Regions from separate parts of the Mus musculus genome. Here regions 2, 3 and 4 are each linked to region 1. The links are chromatin contacts, called in public HiChIP or PLAC-seq and promoter capture Hi-C maps. All regions are on one chromosome and are shown on one strand. The core of a region is the stretch at or near the end of the contact, and the rest is flanking DNA. Distances in the headings are between cores, read along the strand shown. Region 1 holds the start of Aimp2 (aminoacyl tRNA synthetase complex-interacting multifunctional protein 2). Region 2 overlaps Trrap (transformation/transcription domain-associated protein). Region 3 holds the start of Zfp12 (zinc finger protein 12). Region 4 holds the start of Grid2ip (glutamate receptor, ionotropic, delta 2 (Grid2) interacting protein 1).

The links. Promoter capture Hi-C pulls out the DNA fragments that hold promoters and counts their contacts. HiChIP or PLAC-seq counts read pairs in DNA pulled down with a chosen protein or histone mark.
Region 2: a contact with region 1 is called in a promoter capture Hi-C map of liver, with 3 times the contacts expected there. The contact joins the enhancer-like site here to the promoter of Aimp2 in region 1. A contact is called at or near these places in 7 of 39 promoter capture datasets (the C10 cell line, the HPC-7 cell line, hippocampal neurons and 3 more), 1 of 484 Hi-C or Micro-C datasets (cortical neurons) and 2 of 115 datasets of contacts at active chromatin or transcription factors (bone marrow-derived macrophages and embryonic forebrain).
Region 3: an H3K4me3 HiChIP or PLAC-seq map of bone marrow-derived macrophages shows a contact between it and region 1, with 2.7 times the contacts expected there. The contact joins the promoter of Zfp12 here to the promoter of Aimp2 in region 1. A contact is called at or near these places in 1 of 39 promoter capture datasets (liver), 2 of 115 datasets of contacts at active chromatin or transcription factors (bone marrow-derived macrophages and pancreatic cancer cells) and 1 of 9 other capture datasets (adipose tissue).
Region 4: a contact with region 1 is called in an H3K27ac HiChIP or PLAC-seq map of embryonic stem cells, with 5 times the contacts expected there. The contact joins the promoter of Grid2ip here to the promoter of Aimp2 in region 1. A contact is called at or near these places in 20 of 39 promoter capture datasets (the 3T3-L1 cell line, 3T3-L1-derived adipocytes, the C10 cell line and 12 more), 1 of 15 datasets of contacts at CTCF or cohesin (the NIH/3T3 cell line), 6 of 115 datasets of contacts at active chromatin or transcription factors (bone marrow-derived macrophages, double positive thymocytes, embryonic stem cells and 2 more) and 1 of 9 other capture datasets (adipose tissue).

What each region holds. Positions count from the first base shown.
Region 1 is chr5:143,908,345-143,911,270 of GRCm38.p6, reverse strand. It overlaps Aimp2 (aminoacyl tRNA synthetase complex-interacting multifunctional protein 2), which reads left to right and starts at 1,432. Exons shown (of 4, transcript NM_001172146.1): 1 at 1,432-1,690. The coding sequence starts at 1,556. Pms2 (PMS1 homolog2, mismatch repair system component) reads right to left here and starts at 1,270. Exons shown (of 15, transcript NM_008886.2): 1 at 1,192-1,270. The coding sequence starts at 1,214.
Region 2 is chr5:144,793,537-144,796,462 of GRCm38.p6, reverse strand. Trrap (transformation/transcription domain-associated protein) reads right to left here. Exons shown (of 71, transcript NM_001081362.2): 19 at 2,388-2,553; 20 at 1,606-1,862. Among named protein-coding and RNA genes, the nearest start is that of Gm23995, 21 kb to the right of the region's middle. Within about 2 kb of position 1,567, at least 8 of the 459 cell types and tissues checked have an H3K27ac peak or open chromatin away from gene starts, as enhancers often do.
Region 3 is chr5:143,233,747-143,236,672 of GRCm38.p6, reverse strand. It overlaps Zfp12 (zinc finger protein 12), which reads right to left and starts at 1,510. Exons shown (of 5, transcript NM_001289589.1): 1 at 1,294-1,510; 2 at 357-419. The coding sequence starts at 371. It overlaps 4930448H16Rik (RIKEN cDNA 4930448H16 gene), which reads right to left. Exons shown (of 5, transcript NR_040700.1): 5 at 1,925-2,163. It overlaps Gm38735 (a long non-coding RNA gene), which reads left to right and starts at 2,143. Exons shown (of 3, transcript XR_868668.3): 1 at 2,143-2,539.
Region 4 is chr5:143,355,862-143,358,787 of GRCm38.p6, reverse strand. Grid2ip (glutamate receptor, ionotropic, delta 2 (Grid2) interacting protein 1) reads right to left here and starts at 1,458. Exons shown (of 22, transcript NM_001159321.2): 1 at 842-1,458. The coding sequence starts at 1,237.

The DNA.
Region 1 (2,926 bases), core at 183-2,682:
TCAGAGCTCATGTTTGAGACAAGAGTTCATTCTCAGCCTCCAAATGATAGTCCCACCTCACGACCACACTCAGCGAACGGGTTAAGTCTCTTTCTGTCCTGGCTGGCCTAGGGTAATCGCCTTTTTGTCTCCAGTTTACCCTGATTGCTACCACCAGTTTTGTTCACTCTGACACAGGTTCCAAGGTAGCCCAGAGCGCCCTCAAACTCCCTATGTCGTTAAAGGTAACTATGAACTCCTGCTGAGCCTGTTCCTGCTCGGATTATAGGTGTGGCTTGATTCCCACCAATTTCTTTTTACAATTACAAATCCAGTCGAAAAAAATCTTTAGGTTTAAATTTTTAGTGGTGCTCATTGCCTATCATATGAAGTTTGAAGTCTAGCAACGACAAGGTCCCAATCTACTATCACTAATTCCCCTACGGTTTAGTCACCATAAAAATAGTTTCCCGGCTATGAAATGCCCCATAAAAGTATAACAGAACATAGGTGCATCCTTGCAGTAACAATTTTAGGGTATTTTCCATATGGTCTGACATATAGTAGACTTCCAAAAACCCTGGTGAAATAAACCAACCAACCTCTTTTCTCTTCAATCTACCTTGCACAGAACCTCGCTGGTTATCACAGCACTCGGGTGTTTGAAGTAGGAGGATCCCGAGTTCAAAGCACTACCTCAAAAAACCAAAACAAACACTTGCACTCGTTCTAACTGCAAAGGATCTCTGGGGAAATCACAAGGTTAAAATACAGACAGCAAATTTGCATTTACAAATCTGTCACCGAATGTAACTGTGCTGGCCTTCGAAGATGTGCTTCACTGCTATGATGCCGCCTGTGAACACTACACCAAACGCACAGAAGCACCTCAATATAATAAAAGTTAAAAACCCTATTGACTGCAAGATCAGCGTGAGCCTTTAAGCCTCCCTCCCCAAGTCTTCAAGAATAAAGACTCAATAAATAAACAAACAGCGGAAACGAATTTTGTCTACGGCGACTGATTTTCGTGCTGGGTTTCAAGTGCACGGCCTGTGGCGGGAGGATGCCGAGGAAATAGCTTCCTCACAGAGGACCCGGTCCAGTCCGCGAGCTTGCCCGCCTCGCGCCTCAGCCACTTCCGGTCCTTTCAAGAGACCGGGATACCGGGAACTCTATAGAATGCGCCCGGAGACCACAAGTCCAGCTCACCTCACGCCTTCGGTTTGCTCCATGGATGCAGGACTCCTCCAGTCACAGTCACCGCGGGAGAGTTGGCGCTGCCGCTCTCGGGAAAAGACGCGTCTCCTGGAACACCCATTGGTTGCTTTTGACATATGATCCGCCCCTTCCGGGCGGGCTAGCGAAGGCATGCCAAGACCTCTTTACCGGTGATTGGCCAACTCAAAGGTCAAGTTGGTGACGTTAGACCAGCCCGGCCAATGAAAGCTCGGGGACTTCATTTTCCGGAACGCCAGCAGCAGAGTCAGAAAGAAGGCGGCTGCTGTCTGAGGTGGCCTTGGGTGGCTTCTGAGCGTTCCTGTCCCTCGCCCGCTACCTTCCTTGGGTTCCCACCATGCCGATGTACCAGGTAAAGCCCTATCATGGAGGCAGCGCACCTCTGCATGTAGAGCTTCCAACCTGCATGTACCGGCTCCCCAACGTGCACAGCAAGACCACCAGCCCCGCCACCGACGCGGGCCACGTGCAGGTAGGAGCGTGCGGCCCCTGCCTGGTGCGCAGGCGCCGTTCGTGCCGCGCCGCACCCTGCCCTATCCCTCGTCCAGTCTAGCGCGCCGGCGCTGTGTCTGCCTAGGGTCCCGGTCCCTTCTGCGGCCGGGTCCGACAAAATCCTCCTAGATGAGTGCTGCTGTGGGTTCCTGTCACGATCTCCAGGCGCACAGAAAAGTGAACAACACGAAAAATGCTCATTCGGAGGAATTTTCAGAGCGATCCCAGGGTTACCATAACCCAGGTTGACGGGTTTAGTGCCCCATCCTTCCCAGTTTAACTTTTCCACAAGAGGTCCCGACTTTTACTGTAGTTATGTGTTGTTTTTTTCGCGGTTAGGTTGTGGAGGCTATCTTTAAGCTATATAATCTTGATGGTCTGGAAACATAGTATGTGTTCTGTTGTCTGGCATACTGTACAAGATTTTGTTATAACGATAGTGAGTGATCTTGTTCCTGGCCACACCCCGCTTATTTATCTGCCCGGTCCTCACTCATGGGCGCTGGAATTTATAGACTAGCTAACATAAATAGCCTGTATAGGAATGGAATTCCTGGCCCAGTGGGCAGGTTTGCCTTCCACTTTTTAAGTTCTTTTTCAAAGCGGTTATACAGGTTTAAGCTGTTACCAGCAGGATAATGGAGACATCCTAATGTAGTTTTAATTTGGATGTCTCCAGTTTCTAAGTAAGTTGAGGTCCTTTTTCGTGTTTCCTGGCCATGGGAGTGTGGGGCAGAAACAGTGCCTTTGTAGCCCAGGCTGTCCTGGGATTCTTACAGCCAAAGATAATCTTGAGCCCTTTCTCCACCAGTGGAGAAAGAGCTTCCAAGTGCTGGGGTTAGAAGTGTGTGCCTGCCTAACTCAGAACAATTATCTTACCATGCTTATCACTATTGTTTGATCTCATTTTCTTTCTTTCTTTTTTTTTTTTATTTTGGTTTTTCGAGACAGGGTTTCTCTGTGTAGCCCTGGCTGTCCTGGAACTCACTCTGTAGACCAGGCTGGCCTCAAACTCAGAAATTCACCTGCCTCTGCCTCCCACCATCTCGTTTTCTAAAGACTAAAATTTGTTAGGTCTCAAATGGCTAACTGAGGTGCCCTTTAACATATCAAAGCAGACACTGGCCCTCAGGTCCACCCAGCACCCCTCAGTCTCTACCAGTGACAGGGCCTCCTGGTTGGTTTACCCCATCCCCTACCCTGAAATCTCCAGCCC
Region 2 (2,926 bases), core at 318-2,817, 890 kb before region 1:
CCTAAGGACAGGGAGCCTCCATGTGGATGGTTTAGTCTCTGCCAAAATGCTTACATGAGACCTTGTTCCATCCCTAGTGTGCGCACACACACCCTTGGGCCGTCTTTAGAAGCCCTTAGAGATTTATCACAGCCTTATATAAGACAACCCTAGCCCAACGCCCAGTGCTCGTGTTCTGAAGCCTCAGTGTGCAGTCTCTGTGCACGTCAGCTCCTAAAGTTTGACTGCAGGGTTAGCTGAGCTCAGGGATGCCCTGCACGCCACGCCTGCGCCGCCTGCTGCACAGCACTGCACTCGCTGCCTGGGTCCCCTCACTTGAATTACCTACGTCTCAAAATCACTCTTGTCCTTGTTTTAATCACTTTCCTAACTTCCATGACAACACTCACTGTCGGAATCCAGCAATATTCAAGTAACATGAAGCCTTGGGACATTTCTCCACACCAACCAAGATCCCAGTTTCCCTCATGTTCTCCCAACACCCGCCTGCCCCTCAGGAAGGGTCTTCTGTCCCTCAGGAAGGGTCTTCTGTCCCTCAGGAAGGGTCTTCTGTCCCTCAGGAAGGGTCTTCTGTCCCTCAGGAAGGGTCTTCTGTCCCTCAGGAAGGGTCTTCTGTCCCTCAGGAAGGGTCTTCTGCCGGGTTACGGCAGCACTGAGGCTCAGCGTGGGTCAGGAGACACCAACACTGCCGCTTGTTTTGGGGGTCACTGGCCTCTAGAAACTAAAAAGGACCTTAACCTTTGTCTCCGAGGGTTATCGTTCTAAAGCAAACTGTGGCTCAACACCGCCTCAGCCCCAACAGCCACACTGCTTCCGCGGCCCCCGAGCGGCCCCCACACACTCAGCTCAAGACAAGCTCTGCTTTCAAGACCTGACAGTGCGGCTCTCAGAGCAGGCTCTGCAGTCCTCCCATGCTATATAGACTCCAGTCCATCTTCTTCCAGTGCACAGAGACCAAGAAATAACCCCAGGATGGACAGACAGGATCTGATAGTCCTGCCTCCAGACCAGGTGCTACTCCTGAAATCTACTTTGGAGTCACTGAGCATCCACCATGAAGTGCTGGTTGTGACCCTATGCTAGTGAGACAGAGGAGCACAAGTGCCGGCCCCCAGGGATTATCAATCCCATCACGGGCATAGCACAAAGCACAGTGAATAGTGTACGATTCCTCACTCCTGACTTCTAATAACAAACCCCTAAGACGTTAAGACAACCTTTGACTAACTGCCCCTTTCCTCTTGAGGGGAGCTGGGGCAGGCAAGGTGCCCATCTGCTTCCCTGAAGAGCTGCATCTTTTACTATAAAAGCAAAAAAATCTCTGTGGGTACAGAAAGGGTCTTTCTGCGAGTCTACACAACTCCGCACCATCTGCCTTCACACTGGCTTACAGAGACTCTGATGCTTGGGAAAGTTCCCTTAAACTGAGAAGCAACACTGCCACAAAGCTGCTCACCATGCACTAGCGCTAAACGTGTTTAGTACATCCCAGGCAAGCAAGCACGACTGAGTCTGCCTCTGACTGAGCACAGAGGATCCCTAGGACAAACTAGAGGCATGTGGAGCTGATGCCCCCTGCTGGTGCAGAGGTGAAAGCGGTCTTACCTGCATGAGCTCTGCACGCACAGGCTGAATGTGGTCATAGAGGAAATCCGGCTGCAGGTTGTCCACACACAACTCCAAGGTCCTCAGGCCTTGGCTGACCAATGTCTGAGACCCATTGAGGGCAGACACCAAGGGATCCATCAACATGGGCAGATAGGGCAGGAGAGAGCTCAGCCGGACTGGCACGGTGAGACACAGCTCTACAAAGAGGTCCTTCATGTGCTGCTTATGCAGGCCGCTCTGCAGCATGTTCAGTCCTGGGAAAGGGGTGGGGGCACTTTAGCTCCCTGATGCAGGCAACGTCAGCTGTGCCCACGGTTAGACCTATTGACTGCAGTCACGGTCCCTTCCACAGTGACAACAAAGGCTGGGGGAGTTCCTATAGGTTACCCTATGCTTGTGTAAGCAGCATGCACTTTTGGTGATGTGGAGGAAACCCGCCTGAGCACATCTAAGTAAGACCAGGAGAAGGACTGGACATGAGGCTAAGCAGGGGCAAGGGCCACCCAGTACACTGGGAAATTTACTTTGCACTCACACCATCTGTATGGAGGGAGCACTGCAGTAAACACAGACAAGACCTCTACATGGAAAGTCCAACATGGTTTGATGACAGAAACTAATACATTTATTTTCCTCTGGGAGTGGGGGTGGAGGGGGTAGTGGTGGATGGTGGGGGGAGGGCGGTCCCAGCACCCACCCCTTCCCATCAGCTTTGCCAGGCAGAAAGGATGAGCCCAGCAGTCAGACAGACAGATGGATGCACGAGCCACTGCTCTTACCTTGGAGGAGATTTGGAAGGAGAGGCAGAAACTCCTGATACAGGAGGTCATGGCTGCCACCTCCTATAGAGCGGAAGAGAGCACGGAGCAGAAGGAAGTAGTTGTAAGGCTCCTTGGCGGTTTGCGCCAACTCCATGGAGCTGTTCACGATCTTGTGCAGGTGAGGCTGGGCAGAGGGAAGGCAGTCAGGTCAGGGAGTGCCTGGGAGTCTAGGGCTCATACACCTCACCCCTGCACTCAAGCAGCATGAAGCTGATATTTCATCAAAGCAAACTAAAGAACGTAGTGGCCAGAACGTAGAGAGGTCTCTGCCATATCTATGAAACATAACATATCTATGCAATATCTATGAAAGACGTTCTTAGTATGTTCCCAGGTTACTATGCAGTTACCTGAGGGTGGATTTTCTTTTCTTTTTTCTTTTAAAGATTTATTTATTTATTTATTATTATACTTAAGTACACTGTAGTGTAGTGTCTTCAGACACTCCAGAAGAGGGCGTCAGATCTCATTACAGGTGGTTGTGAGCCACCTTGTGG
Region 3 (2,926 bases), core at 261-2,760, 670 kb after region 1:
ACTCAAGTCTCTTTCTCCAGTTTATGCTGTCCAGGATGCCCAGAGAATGGTCTTGTCCAGAACAAAATGGGTTTTCTTACATCAATGAATGTGATCAAGACAATCCCGACAGGCACGTCCATAGGCTCATCTCTAAATATAGTCAAGGTGTCAACTACAGCATCCTGAGGACTTGGTAGGGGCTATGCCACCTACAGATATGCACTCAACCAATGCTTACTACTGTCCACTACTGTTTTGTCTGGTTCTTTTATCTCTTTCTGTTTTATCTATTTTCCCCTTTAAAGTCTGATCTCTCCTTTGCCTCTTCGAGTGTAGTAAACCAAACTAGACAACGGAAACAAAGCCAGACTTACTAAGGATGTATTCATCTTCCGCTGCAGTAGGAAAAGTCTGTAGAAGGACTAATGCAGCCGGGTCTGGGGAAGGAAAAACAACGTCATTATGAGTGGGCGTGGAAAGAGGGGAATCCTGCACACAAACCTCCTGGAACATTCCCAGAAGAAAACCGGAGGGATGGTGGTCTCACTGGCTGTCAGAAAGGACTGGAGAATTGCAACTGTGCGTTGGGACTTGGGGGGAATGAATGAGTGCAGCTGACGAGGTGAATTAACAAGAAATGAACAAGAAATGCTAGTTAAATAACTGCCATTTACTAAGGGATACAAAAGAATACTCACAAGCTGCTCTGAAAACAAAAGTTAACCTGGTGGGAACTGTATTTATATACAATTACGTGATACTGTGACCACGACTTTAATATGACAAAAGGAACGCCGTCGGCCCGGGACTTAGCACTCCCACTAACAAACCCTCTGCGTGACCTCGGTTATGTCACCACTATCGCAGACCCACAGTCTTCCCCTATGAACAGACGCAAACACAAACTTTTCCTGAACTAGACCACAGGATGCTGCAGGGAGAGGATCGGGAAAACTAACAGGCACAGCAAGGGTGCCGATGGCGCCCAGTAACATCATGAGACTTAGAAGCCCTGGGAGGCAGGGATGTCAAGTGAGGTAGGAGTTTGGACAGCGCCTCTACAGCTCAGGTCACTGAACTGACCGCTCCTATGCCCACACGCCTCATCCTCGGGCCATCTAGACAGCCCAAAGCCATCAACACGACCACTGCTACCGTCCCGGATCCCGCACGCTGAGGACAGGAGGGGGCCGAGGCATCGCGCAGGCGCTGATCGCTCAGGCCTCGGCAAGCGGTCTCAGGCCCCCCTGCAAGCCATCAGACGGACCCAGCCTCCCTCTCACGGCCGCGATCTGCACCCTCAGGCCTCACCTAGGAGGCCGCGCCGGGCCCGGGTCTCGCTGCCCCCGTCAGCCCGGCCCTCGGCCTCCCCGGCCTGCAAAGCTGCGTTCGCCTGCTGCCGACCCGGACGCACCGGCCTCGGCCCGCAGGCTCGCGACTCCAGCTCGCGCAAGTCAAAGCTGCGAGCGTAGAGACACAGACCGCAGGAAGCCAGGCCAGCGCAGCGGACGTGCGCTTGCGCGAGCATGCACACAAACAGAAGTGCGCACGCGCAGCATGCGTGCCACTGGGCTGGTCCCTGTGGTCTTCCTTTCATCTTTGGGGAGGGGCCGCCCAGAACTCTTAGGCTTCCAGGGATCGTCGCACAAGTCTCCTCCTCGTTTCAGCAGCTTGTGGGTACCGAGCTGAGAGCAACAGTAACCTTCGTGATTTTCCTCACTTTGAACCTCCAGGAATGGCTTGAGGGGTTATATCCATTTACCCAGACCTCTCCCAGCTTGGTGCTTTTAGATAAAAGGCAGATTCTAACAGATGAAAGAGAGAGGAAAAAAAATGTGTCACGCTCTGTTTAACTGAAGTGCTAGAAGTTTCCATCAAACATTTAAGTATAAGAAGTGTCTACCACCTCTTTTAAAAGAAAGAAGACAAAAACAGTGGCTTTGCCAGATCATACAACAAATGCATAAAAGTTCTAAAAGCACCAGAAGGCACACATAGAAAGGGAGAAAAAACGTGTTTGTCAAATGACTTCTCCAACTTGATGTTTGCAGTCCGGCAACAATGCTCAAACGTGGAACCCTATGGTCAGTCAATTCCTCTCAGATTTCACCGGCCCTCCTGAATAATGCAAAAGTGCTCTTGTCCTATCTGCTTCCAAAGTTGATGGAGACACAACAGAAGCTGCAGATGCAAAAAAGGAAGGAAGAGAAAACACAAATGATGGGTTTCTATATCACACATCTAATGCACAGAAACTAAAAAGAGAACCAGAAAGAACTCACAGAAAGAAGGAAAATAGCTCTCTGTTAATTGACCTCTGAAAGGTGACATTTGGGGCCGGGCGACAATGACAGTTTTCAGAGATGGTACAATACAATGAACATTCCATCGACTTCTTACAGAACTAATGCAGCAGTGGTCTTGGTCTAATTCTTCATAAAGACGTTGGCATCAAAACTAATAACAAAGTCTACCAAAACAGAAAGTTCTCTGCACCAATGCAGAGAGTAACGTTTTCTTCCCAGAAGCACCAAGCACCTTGGAGCGCCAACCCTAGGTAATAAACTGCTGAGCAACCAGCAGGAGACAGAAGCATCACGAATCCCTCTCAGATGCTGCAGGGCACACATGGTCTCAGGAGAAAGGGTGAGCCCTCCTCCTCGGAAGGCCTGCACTGCCATGGGGCACCTTCTCCCAGGTTCTCACCTCACCTGGTAACTGAGGTGCCCACCTGAGCTGGCTCCTATCTCTTAAACCAAAAGCTTCCCTTCCCCATGGCAAGCAGGGGTTACGTCTCTGAATGAGGGGCCTGGGCTAAACTCCCCAGGTGACAGGGAGATAGGAACACTCTTTTCTCCAGGTTTACATTGCACAGATGGGACTCAGGCCTTTCAGAAAAGGAATTCCTTGCTTGCAGTGAGGACATTCAAGCTCATATAATTTT
Region 4 (2,926 bases), core at 209-2,708, 550 kb after region 1:
AATCTTGCATGGTCGCCAGCCATTCTGGAAGACTGCCTGGACCACAATAGAGAACTCTGTGTGGTTGAATAGTAGACTTTTTTAGTTTTGCTTCTGAGACCCCCCCAAATCCTAATGGTCACCCCCCCACACACACACACCTACTCAGGGCCAGAATTGAGGAGTTTCCCTTCTGTGGAGAACAAGTTTAGGAGTTCAAATATCTTTGTCAAGAAGTAGAAGCCAGTCAGGTGTGGTGGCGCACGCCTTTAATCCCAGCACTCGGGAGGCAGAGGCAGGCGGATTTCTGAGTTCGAGGCCAGCCTGGTCTACAAAGTGCGTTCCAGGACAGCCAGGGCTACACAGAGAAACCCTGTTTATGGTTGAACCTGTTTATATCTATCTATGGACCTGTCTATCATCTGACTATCTGCCTGCTATCTACCTACTTACCTGTCTAGCTATCATCTCTCAAACATCTATTAATTTATATATCATCTGTTTACCATCAATCAGTGAATCCATCACCTATGAATCATCTGTTTTGGAGGCAGGATCTCACTATGTAGCCCATGCTGGCTAGAAACTTGCTTTGTAAATCTTCCTTAAGAATTTTGCTTACCGAGCACTCAGGGGTGCCGGTGGGGGTGGGGGTACAGTGGCAGGCAGATCTCTGAGTTTGAGGTCAGCCTGGTCTACAGAGTGAGTTCCAGGACAGCCAGGGCTACACAGAGAAACCCTGTCTCGAAAAACCAAAACCAACCAACCAAACAGCAAAACAATCAGACAAACAAACAACGAAAACTTTTCTCAGCGGCGGCACAGGGTTGTGCCCAGCCCCTTCCTCCCCTGGGCGCCTTACCTGGCAGCTGAACTCCTGGGCCTTGCGCCTGCGCTCTCTGTGCACAGCATCTGGTCTGGGACCACCAGCCAAACGCAGCAGTTCGCGGCTCAGCGGGAGGCTGCGGCCAAATCGCCGGGTTAGCCAGGCTGCTGTCAAGGCTGTGGGGCCACCCTCGGGGCCTGGGAGCACACCGAGGCTGGGTGGCACTCGAGGGCAGCGCCGTGCCAAGCGCACGATGCGCTCTCGGCTCAGGCCACCCACAGCCAGCCCCTCCACTTCCAGGATCTGATCCCCCGGCCGCAACCCCCCAGCGTGCGCGCTGCTTCCTTCAGCCACCTCTATCACGAAGCAGGGGCCAGAGCCGCCCAGCTGGAAGCCGAAGTCCTCGGGCCAGCCTTGATTGGTGGCTGGCATTGCTGCCGTGGCGGTTCTGCTGGAGAGAGAAGAGAGGGACAGAAGCTGGTACGGCTCTGTCTGTGGAGGCCTTCCTAGGCCTGAGTCCCTCTGCAGGTTTGCTGGACACAGACAGGTGTCATATCCCACTGAAGCATCATATGGTGGAGACACACGTGAGGCTTTTAGGAAGAGGGCAGAGGTCAGCTGGGATACTACCTCAGTGGTTCAGGGTCTATACTAAGACGGGGGGTGGGGGGGGGGGTTGGGGGGGAGGAGGGTGGGCGTAGTCTCGGATGACACCACCAATCCGGACTGTATAAAGAAAAATTCTCCCCTTTTGTTATGAAAAACTCAAATGGTATTCATTTGAAGTCTTAATTTGGGTTTCTTGTTTTGTTTTGTTTTGTTTTGGGGTGCGGCTTGCTGAAAGCAGGGTCTACCTCTGAGCCAACGTCCCATCTCCTCGTTGGGGGATGGTAAGCATGAGATCTGCCTCTTGAGTTTTATCTCCAGCCCTCTTTCTTTCTGTTTCAAGGCAGAGGCTCATTAAGTTGCCCAGGCTGACCTAGAACTAACTCAATAATCTAGGCGAGCCGTGGACTTGTGATTCTCCTGCTTCTCAAGTAGCTACAATTACCCGCCTGCACCGCCAGGCCGGGTTCCCTTTGTGCTCTTTGGTGAATGAGGTCACACCTCGGGCCAGAGCCTGCTTTATCATCTGGTTTCTATGAAACATCGGTTTTCCAAGGTTCCCTCTTCTTAACTCTTTTCCATCTGCTCAAATCTCTCTCAATTCCAAATGAACCATATGCTTTAGAAACCTTAGCGCTGGAGGTGGGAGGGGCGGCCCCAACAGAAGGGGCGGTCCCAGTGACCAACCACAGGAGGCTTTGTGAATCTTCCCAGGGCCAGGCTAGGCTGATGGGGCCACTTCTCATCCTAGCTACTAGTCAGGCTGAAGCAACAGGATCTCCAGTTCAAAGCCAGCCTTGGTAACTTAGAGTATGCCTCAAAATAAAAATATTCTCACTCGTGGCAAACATACACAAAACATACATAAAAAATAAAAATTAAAAAAATACATAAAATGTTTAAATTTTAAATGTCTTGCTAAGTCTCCCAGGCTGGTTTTTTGTTTGTTTGTTTTGTGATTTGTTTGTTTGCTTACTTTGAGAAATGGTCTTGGTTCTCTTCTGTATATAAAGCAACCTGGCCTTGAACTCGCAGCAATCTTCCTGCCTCTGCCTCTAGAGCGCTGAGCTTACAGGTGTCAGGCACTACAACAGGCTCTGCCAGGCTGCTCCTGAACTAACTGTGTAGCCCCGCAGGCCTCAAGCTTTTGTTCCTTCCGTGGCCACTGACTTGAGGGTTTCCCTTTGAACCAAATCCCTTCTGCTAGTGGGGGATGGTGTGACTGATGGGCTGCGGTGGGAGGTGGGGGTAGGGGAGGGGGAGGGGGAGGGATTCTGGCTCTAGCTGGGCTCAGGGGAGGAGACCTGATAGAGTAGTCACTGTCAGGGACTCACTCTTCAGGGAAGCAGCCCTCCCAAGGAGATCCAAGGAGTCACTGCTTAGAACCTGGAGTGTTAGCAAGGGAGAAGGCTAGAGCTTTGGTGAATTAAGAGGAAATGTCGTCTAGGTGATGGGAAGTGAGATGGCTTGTGTCACTTGTCACCAATGAATTCTTGCCACCTGCAGAATTCTTCA